Regions from separate parts of the Mus musculus genome. Here regions 1, 3, 4 and 5 are each linked to region 2. A link is a contact called in public promoter capture Hi-C data. All regions are on one chromosome and are shown on one strand. The core of a region is the stretch at or near the end of the contact, and the rest is flanking DNA. Distances in the headings are between cores, read along the strand shown.

Region 1 (4,038 bases), core at 1,209-3,708, 1.8 Mb after region 2:
GGATCTTGTTGGTCTTCTTTCTCTACAGAGGGGTGTATCCCGCGGTTGCTGTGGAGATTATCACTGTTTTGTGAATAGGGGAATATAAAAGCATGCTAATAAGGCTAGAGCACACATTACAACTGCATTGTGGCAACTGGAAATCAGAGTAACTAGGGCTCTTCTCCGATGAAACTGGACCTCACTGAATTCCCATATAGTAAATGCTCTACTGTGAGGGCTTGTTCTGAGGGAGATCTTACACACACACACACACACACACACACATACAAACAAGCATATACACATATACATACATGCACATACACACACATATATGCACATACAAATAGGCACATACACATTACATACATGGAGGGAAGGACACACATGCACATACATACATGCACACACACACACACACGGAGGGAGGACACATAGACACACACACGGAGGGGAGGACACACACACACACACAAGGAGGGACAGGGAGGCTATTTACATAGCATACAGATAAAACAGGAATAGCAAAGGTGGGGGGCAAGAGGATTTTCTGTGACTTTCAACAAAACCGAGTCAAGCTGGCCGTGTTGACTTCATGCCTGTAAATCTCAATACACTGGAGCCCAAAGGATGACCAAGCTTGAGGTTAACCTGAGCTGTGTAGAGTGAGTTGTAGGCCCGCTTGGGCTACAGAGTAAAACTGTCTTAAAACCCACCAAAACTTAAACAAGTAAATAATAAATGTTAATAAATAGTAAATAATAAATAGACAATGTGGCAATGACCAATTTCCATAAGATTAAAATACTACTAAGAGAATGGCCATAAGAAAAGATGGGAGAATTGAATTGCTAGGAGCGTGGGTGTGGAAGCAACCCAGCAGCCCCTACAGGCCAGTAGGGACCATCAGAAAGAGGGGAGGAACCTTCTAACATCCTGGTAGCCTGCCGCTGAGAGTGGGCAAAGCAAGACTTTAGAGTTTTCTTTTCTTTTTAAAAATCCAGTGCATCAGGCCTTGAGTTTAAAGTTAAGGCCTTTGAGTTCAATTAAAAAAAAAAATCAAGTCAATACTGGAAGAAGCAACTTGGTTCGTGGGGCACAAAGTTAATAGTTAACCAGATAATGAGGCCAGCACCTCATTCCATATGTTAAACTGGCTCAATTAGGTGGTGCTAAGCCTATAACTATCAGGCATTCTTGCTGCAGTGCAGGAAGGGCTCTGTGTGCGGACCACAGAGGTCAGCCATAGGTCTGCGCTCTCTACTCTGTGGAGTGCCATTAAGAGGAATTTGTACTAGTCCAAACTGGAGGGCTTCTGTCTGTTTGCCTTTTTTCTTGAACTACTCTGGTTTATCATTGTATTATTTATTTTACGGTTAAACTATAAACCTAAGTTGCATCACCGGATTTCTGCCCCACGAACCCTCCTCCCTGTAGACTTGATGGCGTTTTGTCCTTGGGCATCAGCGGCCACCCTGGGGCCAAAAGACATGGAGAACAGCACTTTGACAGGTAAGCCAAGAGGGCTGGGGGCAGGTTTGGGGGAGGTGCCCGGGATCAGCCTAGCCTTGCTGGAGGCCAAGCCAAGTACAGAGGAGCCTGGAGTGAGGCCTCCCTGATCCTGCCCACACAGCATGGCCCACTGCCCAGTCCCCTTTGTCCTTCACCTTTCTGCGCTGCCCCTCACCTTTCCATTCTGTCCCTTCCTTTCCCACACCGTCCCTTAACTACCTAGATCAATTAGTGAGGTTCTCTATAAGTCCCGCAGTGCCTCACACTGCTCCTCACTGCCCCTCCATCCCTTATTGTCCTTAGCCAGACACTCCCTGCCCCTTCCTGTCTTCAGACGCATTTTGTCCCTTACTGCCCCTCAGTCCGCTGCCCTCTTTCCCAGAGACCACTTTCTTCATGGTCATCCATCCCTGGTTGTAGCGCCCTTCATCTCTCTCGCATCATCACAGCAGTCCCTCGTTGTTCCTCACCGTCCCCCTCCGTTCTTCATCACTCTCCTCGCCATCCCTCGACCATCCCTCGATATACATACATACATACATACATACATACATACATACATACATACATACATACATACACACACACACACATATATACACCTCGGGGTGCCCCTCTCCTCTCCAATCCCCATTTTCTCCCGCTCCCTGAGTTTCTTGGATCCAAGTGCATCTCAGCGTCACTTCCCTCCCCGGGGATGGAAACAGGGCCGCTCACAACCTTCTAAGGAAAACTCGGTGTCCTTAGGCTAGGCAGCTCGCACAGAGGCGGCCCAAATAGAAACGTCCCCTCAGGAGACGAGGCTGCTAGCGCCGCCCGGCGGGCCCCACGCAAACTCTTCGGTAGCGGCATCGCCCCTTTAAGCGTCCGCCCGCCCGGATTGGCTGCGTGAAGGAGGCGGGGCTGCGGGCGTTGACGTCACGTTGTCGCTCACCGTATAAATACGGGCGTCGGCTGCGCCGGCGTCGGCGGCCGAGTGCGAGGCGCGGAGCGTGAGCTGTGCGAGCGAGCGAGCGCGAGCATAGCCTGCGAGCGAGCAGAGAGAAAGAGCGAGGGCAAGAGAGCGGCGAGGCGCCTGCGCGATGCTCGGGCCCCTAAGCCCGCGGCGCTGAGCCAGCCGGGACGGACATGCGCGGGAGGGCGCCGCGGGGTCCCGCTCCCTTGGGGTAAGGGGCCTGGCGGGCGTCGGGAGACGTGGGGCCGGGGCGCGGAGGGCGGGCGGACGGGCGGTGGGCTGGAGCCGGAGCCTCCGGCACTCCGCTTCCCGGGATGGGCCGGGGTGCGTGAGGAGCGGCGGGCCGCGGGCGCCCTCGGCTTCTCGCCGGGGCCATGCACCGGCGCGCACACGACACGTCTCCACAGCCTGGGGCTCCGGAGCGGCGGCTCCACGGTCTTCCCGGTGCAGCTGCGGCCCAGGGATGCGGTGGAACTGCTGCGGCCCCCTCCATCTTCCCTCTCACCCCGCGCACCCGTCGGTCCGGCCCGGAAAGCTTCTGCGAGAAGCTGTCGCGGGTGGGCTCGGAGATTGCTAGTCCCTGGTTGGTACCAGTCTTGAGTCTCGGTGAGACTCGGCGACGAAGGTCATTCCCCTTTAAAAAAAAATATTTGTTTTAATTCATCCGAGTTGTTCCGTGGCCTTTTCCTCTCCAGAAACATGATTCTTTGCCTTAAATGACTTATATATTAAAGGAGTGAAAATGCAGACAGAACTGTTCAAACGCCAAGGCTCCTTGGCAGTATCCTGTTTTTATACGTATATCCTATCTTTGTTCAAATTAATCGTGATTGGTGGTGCTGGATGGGTGCTTCCTCAGTCTTTATTAGGATTTCATCATTGCTTGAAAGAAACCAGTCTCCTACCTGATAAAAATGTGAATAGATTGTTAGTCATAAACTTAAGTGTAGTAAGAATAGAGACTGTAGCTTTAAAAGAGATGTGACGGGAGGTACACCTGTAGCACAGGTAGGGCAGGACTGGTTTCCAGGCAACTGTCAGGGGTGAAGAAAGGTGAGGTATAAATTGCCTTTTTTTTTTTTTTCATCCTGGAAAAAAAAAGAAAAAAGAAAAGTTCTACAGTTTTACACTTCCTTAAGTCTATACAGGTATAGTGAATATGCATCTATTAAGACTGGGACATTTTTGAGTTCACTGTGGTGGCTCTTGCCTTTAAATTTTTTTTTTTCTTGAAACATGGAGATTTTAAGAGAGATTTTACCAAAATAGAGACCAAAGATAATCTAAATACCTTTATCAGTAAAAGAGCAAATTTTGTAAGGAATAAGCTGGTTTCGTACTAACCTGTCAACTCTGGCGGATATTATCAGGTTTGAGAGGAAATACATGAAGATGTTTAAAAAGGCTGGGCACTCTGTCATGGCCTTCACTCCCTCTCCTGTGCACTGGTGGACATTTGCTGATCAGTGGTAAAAATCTCAAACTGTAAATCTGTATCTTGGCAAATAAATCAGATGGTAAACTCCTTAAGGGCTGGAAAATGCCCTGAACAGCTCTTATTTTACACAGCCTTGAATATAGTTCATGTT
Region 2 (3,707 bases), core at 931-3,430:
CATTTCCGGTTACCTTTTTGTGTAAGAATTAAGGCATGATCATGCCAAGCAGAGTGAGCCTGTTTGAGAAATCTGCCTATCCCTCTAATCTTGATCCCTGGGAAGTCGAGATAAAGTTTATTTTTATTTCAGTCATGTGAAATCTTCACATGAATGTCTTTTGCCCACAGTCCTAGGAATCAAACTTAAAGTCTTGTTCAGGCTGGCTTGTGTTCTGGCATTTAGCTACCCCCAGTCTGTATTTTTATTTTTAGCTCAATTTGTTGGTGTCTAAAACAACTCCCTGGTCTACAGCAATGCCCTCCTGTTATTGCTATTTAGCAACCTTTTTGCGTAGTTCAGGAGAGCTGGCTGGTAGACGGCTCATCAGTTAAGAGCACTCACTGCTCTTGCAGAAAAGCCTGGGTCTGGTCCCCACCACCCACATAGTGGCTCACAACTTTCCAGGACCCCAGGGCCAGGGCATGTCTTCTTTTGATCTCAGCAGCAGGTACCGGGCAAATGTGTATGTAGTGCACAGAGATATATGCAAACAAAACATTTATACAATAAATAAATAAATTTAATACAATTTAATACAAAAAATAAAATAAATATTTTAAAGTTTTTCTCTGATGGGACATTGCATTTTTGGCAAGACTGAAAATTAATGTTCTATGTTGAAAACTGACTTCCTTCAAAATATCCTGCAGTGGTGGCTCATGCCTTTAATCCCAGCACTTGGGATGCAGGAAGATTTCTGAGTTCCAGGCCAGCCTGGCCTACAGAGTAAGTTCCAGGACAGCAAGGGCTAAACAGAGAAACCTTGTCTTGAAAAACAAAACAAAACAAAAAATTAATTAATTTTGGTTTTTGAGACAGAATTTCTTTTTTTTTTAAGATTTATTTATTTATTATTATATGTAAGTACACTGTAGCTGTCTTCAGACACTCCAGAAGAGGGAGTCAGATCTCGCTACGGATGGTTGTGAGCCACCATGTGGTTGCTGGGATTTGAACTCTGGACCTTCGGAAGAACAGTCTGGTGCTCTTACCCACTGAGCCATCTCACCAGCCAGAGACGGAATTTCTTTGTGTAACTTTGGCTTGTTCTCCTTGGCCTTGAACTCAATGAGATACAACTGCCTCTGCCTCCCAAGAGCTAGGATTAAAGGTATTCACCAGCATGCTGGGTTACAAAAATAAAATTTTAAGAAACATAAGTAAACCAGCTCCTTTTAAAAACTTAATAATAATTTCATAGCAACCATTTGTGTGTGTGGGGGGGGTATGTGTTCACATGAGCATACATGCATGCATACAAATGTCAGGTTGTGTGATCAGAGAACAACTTTTGGAAATCTGTTTTCCTACCATGCTGGGCTCTGGGATCAAACTCAGGGTGTAAGGACTGGCAGCAAGCACCTTTACCCACTAAGCTATCTTGTCAGCTATTTAACTTAATGTAAAATGTTTACTTAATATTTCAACTTGCTTGTAAATCATATCCTTTAAACTTCAAAAGTCACAAAACCAGTCCTGAAAAACACACAAACACACACACACACAATTTTCTCTTTTATGTAGCTCTGGCTGTGTAGAAACTCACTATGTAGACCAGGCTGCCCTGGAACTCATAAAGATCCTTCTGCCTCCTGAGGATTAAAGGCCTGAGCCACAACACCCAGTTCAATGGCAACTCTTAAAACATGAATATGCATCTGGAGAGATGGCCCAGCAGTTAAGAGCACTGACTGCTCTTCCAAAGGTCCTGAGTTCAAATCCCAGCAATCACATGATGGCTCACAACCATCCGTAATGAGATCTGATGCCTTCTTCTGGTGTGTCTGAGGACAGCTACAGTGTACTTATGTATAAATAAATCTTTAAAAAGGAAAAAAAAAAAACATGAATATATGGCTGGCAATGTAGTGTAGAACTATGCTTACCATACATGAGACCCCGGGTTTTCCATCATACAGTCTTTTAGAGAAGAAAAGGAGGGGAAGGTAACAGGGTAGGGGAAAGAAAACAACAGAAAAAAAAGAAATCTCCAATCTGGACCACTTCCCTAAACTGAATCCCCCCCGCCCCTGGCTTTGAACCCAGAAACTACAATTCCCGTCGTGCCCTGGAACGCCCGTGATTAGCCGCCACTAGAACTACATCTCCCGGCGTGCCTTGGTCTCGCGTAACTTGCTGAGAGAACTACATCTCCCGTCAGGCAGCGGGAGGAAGGTTGTCAAAGCTTAGGGAAGGGGCTCTGGGCTACCTGGGATTTCCCAGAGTCGCCAGGTCCCCACTTTGAGGATGGAGCTGTCGCGGGGAGCCAGCGCCCCAGACCCGGACGATGTCCGGCCTCTCAAACCGTGTCTGCTACGCCGCAACCACAGCCGCGATCAGCACGGCGTGGCAGCCTCCAGTCTCGAGGAGCTGAGGAGCAAAGGTTGGCTGCTGAGGGGACCGGGCGGGGTCGGGAAGGTGACCCCAGAGCCTAGGGACTGCAGGGACCCACGTGGGTCCAGTGATTGACAGATTCCTGGCGTTTTTACTTACCTACACTGAGAGGAGCCGTGAAGGGGACGGGAAACTGTGCAGGTCCAGGTTCATTGACCTGATTTTGGACCAAACCGAGTCCAGCGTATTCTGTCCACTCTGGCTCACAGAGGCGGTACTGGGGCTCCCCGACGGGATGGGAATGGGAGTCCGCACTCAGTACCTATTCCATTAAAAGGGAGCTGTCAGTGCCTGCCCTTAGAGTCCAAGTAAGGAACGTGAGCCATGTTCTGATCCTGACTATACTTTGCATTTAACCATCTCTGGACCCTTAGTTTCCTCAGCCGTGTAGTGGGTGTATTTTCAACTTTGCTTCAAAGGATTCTTGGGACTCTCAAGTGAGATGGTCTGTTCAATGGTTACTTACAAGCGTTATTAGCCCGTAGCAACAAATGAGATACTCAAAGAAGTTCTGCAGGTCTTTCATGTCAGCTAGCTCCGGGCACGGATTCACCTGTGCCAGGGTGTGCATCGCTTCCGGAGAGCTAGCTACTGAGACCCAGGAGCAGGGTTTGATCTGGTGACAGGGGTTCTGTCACACCAAGGCTTGCATTTCACCCCAGCACAAGGTTAGTTCAGCTTAGTGCCACTTCAGTTGCATTGGCTGGGTGTCCTTGGCCCCAGAGACTTCTGTTCTCTGCAGCAGAGCCTATAGCAGACTGACTGGCAGTTCTATTTTGGGTGATGACAGCCTTATGGAAAGCCTCTTGCCTGGCAATAATATAAATGAAATGACACTGAGTAAAGCTTCTGCCAATACTGTAGTTTCCTTCAGTCTAGAAGAACTGCAAAAGAAGATAGCCACAGAGAGAATAAACCACCTACTTTTTGTTTTCTGACATTTGATGTGTAGAATTCAAGATTACCACCGAATAAATGAGCAAGGGACAGCATTACGCGTCCACTGTAATCAGACCAGCCTCTGGTTGGATGCTTATTTATGTAGACTCAAATGCCTCCTATGTGAGGATGCTGGAAAGATGGCTCAGCTGCTGAGAGTGCTTTCTGCTCTTGCAGAGGATCTGGGCTCAGTTCTTAGTACCCACATGGTGGCTCACAACCTTCTAGTACTCCAGTTCCAGGGCATCCAACACCCGCTTCTGGGCTCCATGCATGTGGGTGGGCACAACACATGTATGTAATCTACACACATACCTTCAGAAAAAAGAAAC
Region 3 (4,132 bases), core at 826-3,325, 1.8 Mb after region 2:
GGGCAAACATTCATATATACACAAAAGATGAATGAACGCCTCGAAGTATTTACTCCAGTGTCATAAGGTTGTCACTGGAGGGGAGGGGTGGTGGCTTTCCTATGCTGTCCCAACTGTGCAGCGATGTGAAATGAAGAAACCGGGTCTGAGCCCTGCTCTAACTGGAAATCAGCGCTGCTGAGCGTCTCTGCCTGGGGTTTGTGAAAAGAGGCAGAGAGCTGACCATGCTGCTGCCAGGTCTGAGTGAGGAAATGCTCAGGGTGAGCCTGGCAAACCTGAGTGCATCCCATGCTCACCGTGTCACATAAACACAGAGTGGGGAGCCCAGGCTAACACGGAAGACAGCGCACAGCCCCTGACCGCCACATCTGCACCACGGGATGCAGCTCACACACAACATTAAACAAATAAAAGTGACTTGGAGTCCCCTCGTTTTTAAAACAGGGAGAGCTAGCCCATGAGGGGAACTCACCCCGGCTCGCCGCATGACATCCACAGGAATCACTGTCTCCATCTCCTCTGCTCCTTTGGCCAGGATGACCAGAGCTCTTTTGGAAGCCATTTCTATTTCTTAAAGACTTAAAAAAACAGGAAAAAAAAGTGTTCAAAATGTTGCCTCTGTAACAACCATCTGTTCACGCAGAGTAAATAACTTCTGTGTGACAGGTTGGGATCCATGGAAGCAAGCAGCTTAGATTAAAACTGGTTCACATGGCAGAGTTTCAGCACTCTAATCCCGGGATGAAAACAGGGTGGCTGGGGTGGGTAGTCTGTGGCTAAGAGCACTGGATCAAGGTTTAGTTCCCAGCACCCACAGGGCTGCTCCCAATTGTCTGCATCTCCAGGTCCAGGGGATACAGCGCCCTCTTCTGGCCTCTGCACATACATATATGCAAGCAGAATGCTGATACATCAAAATTAAATCCTTGCATGCCTTTAATCCCAGCACTCGGGAGGCAGAGGCAGGTGGAGTTCTGAGTTCGAGGCCAGCCTGGTCTACAAAGTGAGTTCCAGGACAGCCAGGGCTATACAGAGAAATCCTGTCTCGAAAAACAAACAAACAAACAAACAAACACCAACCAACCAAAATCTAAATCCTTTAAAAAAAATAATAAATGTGGGATTGCCAATGTGTGCTAGTATTCTTTGCATTTTCCCTTACTGTGCTTTCTTAGGACCAATCTCTAACGAAGACAGGTCACATAACGGGCCCTGCATATCAGTCACACTGTGGAGAGGCTGGTTTTCTTAAAATACTCTGAAGGAGGGAGGGAGGGAAGGAAAAGAATAAGAGAAATAAGAGAAAGAGAGAAGGGGAGGGGAGGGGGAGCGAGTCGAGCGCACACCTTTAGTCTCAGCGCTTGGGAGGAAGAGACAGAGACAGGAGTATCTATCTGTGAGTTCGAGGCCAGCCTGGTCTACAGCGTGAGTTCCATGATAGCCAGGGTTACAGAGAAACCCTGTCTCAAAAAACCCAAACCAAAACAAAAAAGCAAAGCAAAACAAAAAACCCCAAATCCACAATTTCACTGGTAAAAAACCAACTTGTAAATTTCGAAGGTTTTGTTCTTGTTGTTGATGTTCCAATAAACTGCTAAAATGTCAGGACCGGGTTGGGGGAGTCCAAAGGTGCTAAATCTCTGACCACACTGCTAATGATTAATAAAGATGGACTATCTCTTTAGGAGGTCAGCCCTGCTGCGGCCGGGAACAGCTAGCCGCCACTCGGAGGCACTTTCCGCGTGCTTTCCCTGCACGCTCCCCACGCATCACAACTTTGGTCAAGCCTTCCAGTAACTGCGCTCGCTCCAACCCGGAGGATGCTGTGCAGAGCCTGGCCCGGCATGCACTGCGGCCGCTGCCCCCAGCCCGCCCAGCCGGGACCCTCCGGGGCAGCGGGCGGATCACAGCCCGGCCTCTAGCCCCAGGGCGCTGACCTGCAGCCGCGCCTCCTCCACCCACGCGAAGCCACCGCTAGTCCGCAGGAACCTCGCACCCGACGTGTACCCAGCACGCATGCGCGCCACCCGCACTGAGGCTGCGCACAACCCCTCGCTTCCGCCTCGGCCTGCGTCATGTCCGGCTGAGCCCAGGCCCCGGGGTGGGGGTGGGGGGAGGAGCGAATAGAGGCTACTGCGGCTGCGCAGCGCTTGTACCATCTCGCCCCCAGACAACGGTACCGCCCACCCTGCGGGCGCCTGCGCAATTGCCCCTCTCTGCCTCTTCGACGTTTAAGTTGATAGTGGTTCCGAGTTTGAGGCCTGGCTGGGCTACAGCCTGAACCCCACACTTGTAATCCTAGCACATGCGAATTCACAGGCTGAAGTTCAGTCATTTTTGGAAGCCGTCTTACATTACGGTTTTTGTGGACCGTTTGCCTTTCTTGCCCCTTACTGTGACATCCCCTCTATTTGCCCCTGGCCTGCTAGTCTTCGTTCCACGTCATCCCAGGCCTGTCCCTCCCAGCTAGGCCTGGTCACCCTGTCCCCTGGGTCACAGGACGGTGTCAAGCTTTAAGAGCTCTTGCTGGTTTTGCAAAGGACCCAGGTTCGGTTCCCAGCATCCATTTGGGGAGACTCACCACTGCCTAACTCCGGATCCTGAGGATCTAATGCCATCTTCTGACCTCCACGGGCACTGCACTCATATGCACACAAATAATAAAATGTCCTACTGCACCCTCGGGTTGGAGCAATGCTATCATCTACGATAAGATAAATTATTTAATTATCTCATTTTATTTCAGCTTTTTACACTTCTGGGTTGACAGTTACTGTGTGTGCATCTCAACCTGTGCCAAAGGGTGCACGTGGAAACTCACAGAAGACCACTCGCCTTAGTGTGTTCTTTCTTTACTACAAGGTCTCGGATGGAACTCAAATCCTCCGGTGTGTGGCAAGCACCCTTACCTGTCGAGCCCTCCCACCGGCTCTCTCCTGAGTTTTTAATAGTTATCTTTCAGCTTACAGGAGGGAGACCCACCCTCACCTGGTCCTATCTGTACCCACCTCAGAGAAAGCCAGCTCGTTTGGCAAGTCTCAGTACTTTTTATACAAACCCCCGACAGGATATAAACTTGCTTTCCTTCCTATATGGAGATTGAATACCTCACATACATTGGCTGACCTCCATCATAGGTTCATATTGGAAATCTTATAAACTGGAAATTCTTTTTTTTTTTTTTTTTTTTTTTTTGGTTTTTCGAGACAGGGTTTCTCTGTGTAGCCCTGGCTGTCCTGGAACTCACTTTGTAGACCAGGCTGGCCTCGAACTCAGAAATCCGCCTGCCTCTGCCTCCCGAATGCTGGGATTAAAGGCGTGTGCCACCACGCCCAGCTTCAAACTGGAAATTCTTACAGTAGGAGTAGTTTAATTCTTAAAAATTGCTAAGTCATGTATATATACAATAAAACTTGGGCAACTGCTTTAGGAGTTGTGGAATGGACTGGTTCTTCACTATGTGCAAAGGGAAAAGACAGAGCCAGCCCCTTCAGCTTTGAAGGTACGGAAAGCTGGAGTGACAGAAAGAAGACCAGGACAGCTTGTCAGATGTGAGCTTCAAGATCCACAGAGGGTGTTGGGCTTGGTGGCTCATGCCTGCAACCCCAAGTACTTAAGTAAGGAGTGAAACCTGCCTCCAGGGGAACACAGGCCCTTGTCTCTTCCCTTAGGGCTTAATTCAGTGGTGCAGTCCAGGACCCCACTAGGACACTCCATGAAGGCAGCTTCACCTTGAGAAGGTGTGCATCTCCTTTCTGGAGTCTCTGGAATGGAAAGGCAGAACTGTTCCTTTTTCTTCTGTTTCTCTTTCTGACGCTGGCTTCCTCACTCTTTTCTAAAGCTCCTCTCCGCATCGTGTAGCTGCCTGCTACCATGTGCTGACCCCTGCAGCCATGTGCTGACCTCAGTGCCATCTTAACTTTTCTATTTTCTTACTCCGGGTAGCTTCAAGATGAATAGCTTGACTCTCTGGGGGTTTTCTTTTTTTTTTGTTTGCTTTTTTTTTTCCCCCCCCAAGACAGGGTGTTTCTCTGTATAGCCCTGGCTGTCCTGGAACTCACTCTGGAGACCAGGTTGGCCTCGAACTCAGTAATCCGAATGCCTCTGCCTCCCCAGTGCTGGGATTAAAGGC
Region 4 (3,864 bases), core at 1,270-3,769, 1.1 Mb after region 2:
ATACAACTGCCCAACTAGCTACTGCCAGTGAGAAATGACAACTGAATGCCTGTAATGAGGTAAATGGCCCTGTGCTGACTGCAGATGACTGTGAGCAGGGCCTGAAACAGAACCATGGAGACAGAGTGCGTGTGGCAGGGCAAGGCTTGTGGAAAAAGATTCCTGTTAGAGCCACAGTTTGAGGTTGAAATGCTGGCTCGGGACACTGTGTGGATACCTCCAGAAAGCTGGCAACAGCAGCTGCCTGAGAGAATGTTCCACTGTAGATTCTTGCCTGATTCACTGGGTCTAGCAGACAGCTGTTTAATTCTATCTTTATCTCCCCGGCTGTTTTAGTGTAAAATGAGGAGGTTGTCCAGAGCCCTCTCAGTGCCACGGTCTTAGATGCACACAGAAAAGAAGAGTTCAGAGTGTATGATTTCTCGAGGTTCTTATAAAACTTGGGAGAGGGCTTTTGGTTTAGTTGCTGAGTCATGGGACTAGAGATAATTGGTTTATGCAGCCAACACAGGTTCGTGTATTGCTGGGGAAGTCTCATTTTACAATCTCCTTGATGTTTCTTTGTTTAATTTGATCCCAAAGATCTTCTTTAGCAATGGAAACTGTTTCCTGTACTAACACCTTGGACACAATAACCCTTCGTTTTCCCCAGTGCCTTGGAAACCTTGGTTAGGAGCTGCCTGGAGCAAAATGCTAAGGGTTAAGCAGCTTCCTCTAGCTGACTAGAAGATATAATAACCAGTTAAGAACACAATGCAGTCTCTTTATGAAAGACAACAGAGAAAAGATAGAAACATAGGACGTTAACTCCCAGACTCACAACCCAAGAGAAACGTGGGAGAAAATACAACAGAAAGTGATGTGTTCCCTTCAGTTCTATAGTGAAGTGTGTGCACGGCAGGAGTTGAAAGCCGATTTCTGTAGTGTTTGAGATGAGATCGGGTCCCTAGGCAGCTCAAGTTTGTCTCGATTTGATGGCTACTTTTTTTCTTTTGATTAGTATTACACATTGTGGTTGGGGATGGAGGTCAGAGGACAGCTTGATCAGGTGTGACTGACTGCAGGTGCCTTTGCCCCTGAGCCATCTCGTGGGTTCCAAGATAGGGTTTTGTTTGTCTGTCTTATTTTAAAATATTGTTTGGTTTTGGGTTTGTTTGTTTGGTTTTTTTTGGACAGGGTTTCTCCTTGTAACTTATCTGTTCAGGAACTAGCTCTGTAGATTAAAGGCTCACATTAGCACTGACTGGCTAGCTATCATCACTTTTATTTTTTCTCTTTTCTTCATTTCTTTCTTTTTCTCTTTTCTTTTCTTTTCTTTCTTTCTTTCTTTCTTTCTTTCTTTCTTTCTCTTTCTTTTTTTTTTTTTTTTGACAAGGTCTCATCACTATGCCCCATCTGAATTAGAATTCACTATGTAGACCAGGCAGGCCTTGAACTCAGAAATCCGCCTGCCTCTGCCTACCCACAGCTGTGGTTAAACACCAGCTTTATTTTCTTCATCAGAAGGGTGAAATGGCTCCACCCTGCGCTTCCGGACGTTTGTCACATCATTGTGGAATATTACTAGTCTAGACTTTTGAGAAATGCGTCGGGACGACTTGAGTATGAGTCTCAAGAACTGGTAGGTCAAGAACATCGAGGCCACAAGCAGGGGAAAGAAGTATTAGATCTTTAAACAAAGGAACATTAACATGGATGAAGAATAAATCCACACTGAGCTAGTACACCAGAGAAGTAAGGAAAGTTCTAAAGTAGGGTGGAGTGGCTGGGTGGGTGTAGCACAAAGGTACTGCCTTATTAGCGTGAGCTGGACAGTAGGATTCGGTACCCTCCACACAGTAACAAATGATTAGGTAATATTAAGGGAAAGGTCACTTTCCCTTGGCTACCTCGGCCTGAGACTCACTACAGCAAGGACAAAAGGACGGGGTCACCTTGGCAGATGGCACCAGAGAGCCAGGACCAGCGGCGAGGGCGCTCAGTGCGCAGGCGCAGTATCCATGCATTTCCCCCTCATCCCCCCCACCCCCACCCAATTCCACGCGGGAGTGAGGCCCTCTGGCCGCGCATCAACGTTTCCACACCGCCGGGGGCTCCAGAACCTCCCGGTGGGGGGTTGGCCGGCTGGAGGGCCGAGCCGCGAAGGTCATCAGCAAGGTCGTGGGCCGGACGTGTGGCGCCGCAGCCACGCCGAGTGCGTGTGAGACTCGGAGTACGTGCGGCGGGCTCAAGCCCTCATGCCCGCCGCGCAGCCCAGCCCCGCCCCGCCCCGCATCCGGGCTCCGTAGACCCTCGGCCGGGCCCCAGGTTCCCAGCCGGAGGCTCGCCAGGCATTCCAGCTATGCCCCAAGCAGGCTAGGCCCAGAAAGGCAGGACAACCCCCGCCCCCGTGCCCTCGCCCCTAGTCTGGGCAGGCCGAGCGGCCGCCTCGGTCACGCTCTTCTATTGGAGTGATGGCACGCTGAGCCAATGGGGAGGCGGCGCGGAGGGAGGGCGGGCCCGAAAGGGGAGAACTGGGCGGGGCTTAACGAGCAGGAAAGGAAGACAGAGTGGGAGGCGCTTAGTGCTGCTCCGGTACAGGGTCGCGCTCGCGTCTGTCCTTAAGGCTCTCCTCGGTGTCCACGGCACCCTCTTTCCTTGCTTTGCAGCGATCCTACTGCCAGGTATGGTCCTTGTCTCCACCGGGGTCAGCTCTCCTACTAGCTTCGCTTGGGGACCCGGTGGGCACGTGCACCCACTAGCCTGGGCGGGAGCCGCTATCCGGGGAGCACTCGGGTCAGCCTCGTGGAAGGACGCAGGCTCTTGGAGGGTGGAGGTGTGAGCCCCACCAGTGATCACCGAGTTTCAGGGTTGCAATGTAACCGGGTTCCCAAGCAGACAACAGCAAATGCAGACCACGGATGATCGCGGCCGTGGAGAATAGAAAAGTACTTTCTGTGTAGTTAAGTGGAAGGTTTCAGAGGGAGGGAGAGCAACTTAAACCCCCGATGCTCATTAAATCCTTTCTCAGAATGGAAGGGCCAGAAATAAGGATGCCCAAGAGGCAGAGCGCCACACCCTAGTAGATCCTGCTGGGGCTGTAGCTCCTGGACCGCAATCGAGCGTCACTGGGCGGGAGTGGTCCAGCCCATCTCTGCTGTGGAATATTCCTGACCTGTGAGTGTCGGTTAGGTACTAAGAGTAGAGGAAATTGCAGCAGTCCCGTTGGATAATTGGGAAGCCCTCAGGAGACCTCGACGCAATTAGGCAAGAGCTACAGGTTTCCTGGGTGGCTACTAGCCGGCCGTGAACTGACTTAAGATGCATTTAAGAAAACTTCCTGTTCGTTCTGGCCTAGGCAGTGTGGTTCCTTGGCTGACTCGCTTTCGGGATAGACCACAGCTAGTCTGCTGATTAGCCTGACCGATAGGTCCACTTTTCTGCCCTTGGTCTGGCGTTCAATCCAGATAAAGACAGAGTGGGTGAGATTTTCTTCCTTTGGTTAAATACGTTTGCTGCCTAGCCTAAAGATCCAAGCTAGATAAAAAGGGTGGAGGGAGGGATCAACTCCTACAAGTTGTAAGGTCTTTGCAGAGCAAAGTGTGGCACGTGGGTGCTCCTCCGCCCCCATAAAGGAACCAGCCATGGAGATGCACACATGAAAGTGTAGCGCTAGGGATGCTGAGGCTGGAGGATCACTGAGTTCTGGTCAGTCTGGCATTCATAGAATCGGGCGAGTAAGAGAGAAGACAAAAGAGTATGGTTGAGGAATAGTAAGGTTTTGTAACATGGTAGGTAAAAAGTAGATACTTTATTCTTGGTGAGTGTACAAAGATCCTTTGTCTTAGAGAAGACAAAACCACAGAAGTAACTTCTGTGGAAAAA
Region 5 (3,881 bases), core at 820-3,319, 2.0 Mb after region 2:
ACACTGCTGATGCCTTTTTTCTCTAATGTTTTAAAAAAATAATTACATGCTTGTGTCTGTGTGTACAGGTGCATGCATGTGCCCTTGGAGGCAGTTACAAGCAGTTTCGTGATACAAATGAGAGTGCTTGGAACCCAGGTGGATCCTCTGCTAGAACAAGTAAGTGTTCTTTTAACTCCCGAGACATCTTTCTAGCTCCAACGACTCTTTTTCTAAATAAAATTCTAGAGAATTCCCATGTTTGTTTAAAAGTCACATTTAAAATTTTAGAGTGGTACCTCATCTACTTGATTTTGTGTCTGCTGGAGTCTTCGATTACTGCCAGTGGCAGCACTTGACCCCGAAGGCACACCTGTAGACCTGAAAGGTATAAAGTCACAAGTATGAGTACACTGTAATTCCCAGTGCACTTGATAAGCTAATATATAATCCCAATGCTCCAACCATGACATGGGAGGTGGACACATGAGAGTCTTGGAAGCCTGAGGGCCAGCTCACCTGATACATGCAGCACTGAACAAGAGATAGTGTCTCCAATAAGGTGGAAAGCCAGGACTGACATGTGAGGTTGTTCTCTGCTCTCAAGTGTCCTTTGCTCTCAAGTATACCATGGCCTGTTTGTGTGTATAAACTGTTATGGTGGGACGCAGTCTTAACTCCTTACACTGCAGTTATTTCTTAAAAGTCCCAAGGTAAAAAATAAAGGCACTAATATGTTTTTATAACCCCTCAATAATTCTTAAGACTGTATCACTTGATAGTGATAAAAGTCTGAAACAAATATTTAACAAGATCTGTTCTATGTCAATAAAGTGTGGGTTTTTTTTTTTTTTAAACTTGCTTTAAGACACACAGATGTTTAAAGTAGACTCCTGATCTTTTTGTTGTGGCTGATAATTAGGAACAATCACAGAACAGACAATATGAAGAAATAGGTTCAAAGTGCATGGAGGGGGTCTGTATGAACGGGAAGGAGGCTGAAGCAACTGTCTCTGTTGGAAAGTCATTCATCTCTCATAGGTTCAGTGAGTCTGGATTTTCACTCATCCCCACTTTTCACAAGTACTCTGGTTTTTAAGTCCTTATTGCCTCCATTAAACTCTTGTATCTAAAACAGCTTCCAATTTTTGCCTTCCTACACAACTGTCACTCTAGGGTTGACTCACAGCACTTTTTAAAGTTTGCACTGTGTCTACCACCAAGGACACATCACTGATGGCTGTCTCACATAACTCAGGGTCCGAAAATTAAACAGGTAAGGACCGTGCTCTGGAAGCACTATCCATGTTATTTATTTTTTCTCTCTTTAAAGTCTAATATCACTAAAGAGGATACTACGATCCTTCCCATCTTATTAAAACTTAGGCTGAACATGCGGCTGGCTGAACTGAACCAATTTAATCCTCTTGAGTGTGGACCGGACACTGCCATTTGCTCAGCAGTCTGACCAGGTACATCTTAAGTGGTGACAACAATTCTGGCTGAAGGTTGCAATTAGAAACCAATTTTAAAACCAGAGTGTGCTGGCTTAAAACGGAAGAGAAACCCATTGCCCAGATGCGTCGGGAGCGCCAAACGCTGGCCTACGACGGGCTCCCGGCCACCTCAGGTCTCCCGCTCCTGCCGGGCGCACCCCGCGCACAGAGTGAGCGTTCACGCTCGCTCCCGCCCCTCGCGAGGAAGGAGCCGCGGGGTGTGGCGGCCGCTTCCTCGGTCAGGCGGTGTCCCCACCCCCGTCCTTCCGCGTCTGCCCGCCGTCCGCGGGGCACTCGGGGACGTCGCGGCGCCACGACTCGTCCCGCAGCGTCCGGGGACAGGGTGCACCGCGGGGCCGCTGCCCACCTCAGGCCCCGGGACTCCGCGCGTAGGCCTGCGAGGCCTCCACTCGAGTCCGAGTGTCAAGCAGCGGCCACCGCGCCTGAAGCGGGTCGCAGGAGTGGGCCACCATCCCCGGAGCCCGCCTCGCCTCTCAGCGCAGCGCGTCACTCACATTTTGGCGGCGGTGGCGGCGGCGAATGGCCGAGGGTCGACGGACTCGCGCTGCAGGCAACCGAGGCTGAGGAGATGGGCGGGGCCGTGGTGACGTCACGAGCGGTGGCCGGACCGGAACCCGCGACGCGCTCTTAGTCGCCAGGGGCGCGCCGGAAATGGGCGGGATAGGAATCGAGCCGGGCGCAGCGCGGGCTGTCACCTCGGAGCAGAGCGGAGTGGGAGGGGCCAGAGCTTGCGCTGAAGTAGCGCCGGCGCTGACGAGTGGGCGGGCGTTCTCGGTGGACAAGTGGGCGGGGCTAGAGCGCGGCGCCTGCGCCTTTGGGCTGGGCTCTTCGCCGCCAAGGAATCACAGCAGCTCCCTGCAGTGTCTCTGCTGCCCTGTCTCTAGCCCTGGAAAGGCAGTTTAGAGTGAGAATGGGTACGTTTTACATTACTGTGAGCCCGCATACCTTGTCTCTCATGTTAGAAACAGCGGACGTGCCTAACGTTCCAGAATAATCTAGTGGTCCTGAGGAGACAAAGTTCTTTTCTGAGAAAGAGGCAGTAGGAAGTCCATGTGGAGTCTTGGCCACAGGATTTGGGAGAAGTCTCCTCTCAGGTTCTCACATGACAAATATTTGCCATTGCACGGATATTAAATCCCTAAAGGGAGCCTTGGCTTAGAGAACTGTAAGGTTCTTCATTTCTGTAATTCCCTGGCCCTTGCGGAGACGACACTCAATTTTTGTTCAACGGGGGTGAGTAGTTATGTGGAAAAGAATCCCAACAAGGTCTAAAACAGACTAAATAAACTCCGTTGGTGGATTCACTCAATGAAATACACTAAGGTATTTTTCCACTTCAGCATGGTAACTCCCAAAGGTGTGTGTTGCAATTAAAGAGCGCCACACCAGTGGGTACTAGGTTGAGTAGTAGTTATAAAAACCATTCTGGATAGGAGGAAATGGAGAGTGTGGGGCCGGGCTTAAACAGTGAACAGAAAATGCAGTGGGCTCCTGGTGGGAGGTTCAGAGTGTGAAACTGGCACTAGTTCTGAGGTAGATCAGAAGTGAAGTCCTACCAGAGAGATAACAGAACTCTACAGCCAAGAGGACTGGAACAGTGACGAAGAATACCTAGCAGGGAGGCCTTGTGAGGTAAGCTGGAAAGGGTCTTAAAAAAAAAAAAAACACACACAAAAACCACACACACACAACCCAGCCAACTACCTAGTAGAGCTAAAGAGTGTACTTAGTTGGCAGAGTGCTTGTCTAATATGCAGCCCTGGGTTTGATCCCCAGAACCACGTAGACCCAGGCTGTTAGCACACCCATAATCGCAACGAAAGCTTTTAGGTAAAAGGTTAAGAGGTTCAATGTCACCCTTAAGCTTAAGCGTTGGGAATTCATGGGTACTCTGAGCTACATGAGAAAGGTTAATTTAAAATTGAGATCCTTATCTTCCAAGTAACTGCATTTAAAATAAATCGATGTGTTAAGGAACCAGGCAAGGTAGGTAGAAAGGAAGTGCTTTGGGAAAGTGGCTCTAAGTGAAAGGCTGGGTGGGAGAACACTGCATGTGGAAAGTAAAATAATACTTCCAGTTCTAACTATGACCTCACTGTCAACACCTTGGATTTCAGATCAGGTTAAAGCAAAACACAGATAATATGGGGAAATTTTCTTCATTTTTAATTTACAGCAGAAAGAATATAAAGCATTCAGAAAACATTTTCCATATTTTTAAGGGCAATTCAAAACATTTTGCATGGTTTCCAGCAGCTGAGTTCTTCAACAGATCCATTGACTCAATGATGCTTTACATGCACAATTACAAAAATAAAACTTACAAAAAAGGAGACATCTAGACTAGTTTTACATGCAAGTCTCAGGGACCCCCCGTTGGGCGCC

The links. Promoter capture Hi-C pulls out the DNA fragments that hold promoters and counts their contacts.
Region 1: a contact with region 2 is called in a promoter capture Hi-C map of liver, with 2.5 times the contacts expected there. The contact joins the promoter of Errfi1 here to the promoter of Dffa in region 2. A contact is called at or near these places in 2 of 39 promoter capture datasets (liver and pre-B cells).
Region 3: a contact with region 2 is called in a promoter capture Hi-C map of pre-B cells, with 7 times the contacts expected there. The contact joins the promoter of Park7 here to the promoter of Dffa in region 2. A contact is called at or near these places in 1 of 39 promoter capture datasets (pre-B cells) and 1 of 484 Hi-C or Micro-C datasets (CD4 T cells).
Region 4: a contact with region 2 is called in a promoter capture Hi-C map of pre-B cells, with 2.7 times the contacts expected there. The contact joins the promoter of Eno1 here to the promoter of Dffa in region 2. A contact is called at or near these places in 1 of 39 promoter capture datasets (pre-B cells) and 1 of 9 other capture datasets (pancreatic islet).
Region 5: a contact with region 2 is called in a promoter capture Hi-C map of pre-B cells, with 2.4 times the contacts expected there. The contact joins the promoter of Vamp3 here to the promoter of Dffa in region 2. A contact is called at or near these places in 2 of 39 promoter capture datasets (liver and pre-B cells), 1 of 484 Hi-C or Micro-C datasets (CD4 T cells) and 1 of 115 datasets of contacts at active chromatin or transcription factors (microglia).

Annotation. Positions count from the first base shown.
Region 1 is chr4:150,852,612-150,856,649 of GRCm38.p6, forward strand. It overlaps Errfi1 (ERBB receptor feedback inhibitor 1), which reads left to right and starts at 2,459. Exons shown (of 4, transcript NM_133753.2): 1 at 2,459-2,660. 1700045H11Rik (RIKEN cDNA 1700045H11 gene) reads right to left here and starts at 2,338. Exons shown (of 4, transcript NR_040649.1): 1 at 2,215-2,338; 2 at 1-48.
Region 2 is chr4:149,101,962-149,105,668 of GRCm38.p6, forward strand. Dffa (DNA fragmentation factor, alpha subunit) reads left to right here and starts at 2,181. Exons shown (of 6, transcript NM_001025296.2): 1 at 2,181-2,425. The coding sequence starts at 2,290.
Region 3 is chr4:150,907,846-150,911,977 of GRCm38.p6, forward strand. It overlaps Park7 (Parkinson disease (autosomal recessive, early onset) 7), which reads right to left and starts at 2,076. Exons shown (of 7, transcript NM_020569.3): 1 at 1,938-2,076; 2 at 473-578. The coding sequence starts at 562.
Region 4 is chr4:150,234,678-150,238,541 of GRCm38.p6, forward strand. Eno1 (enolase 1, alpha non-neuron) reads left to right here and starts at 2,520. Exons shown (of 12, transcript NM_023119.2): 1 at 2,520-2,663.
Region 5 is chr4:151,055,884-151,059,764 of GRCm38.p6, forward strand. It overlaps Vamp3 (vesicle-associated membrane protein 3), which reads right to left and starts at 2,070. Exons shown (of 5, transcript NM_009498.4): 1 at 1,991-2,070; 2 at 279-360. The coding sequence starts at 1,992. Gm38529 reads left to right here. Exons shown (of 2, transcript XM_017320565.2): 2 at 69-3,173. The coding sequence starts at 1,558. The coding sequence ends at 2,127. Camta1 (calmodulin binding transcription activator 1) reads right to left here. Exons shown (of 24, transcript NM_001081557.3): 24 at 3,640-3,881.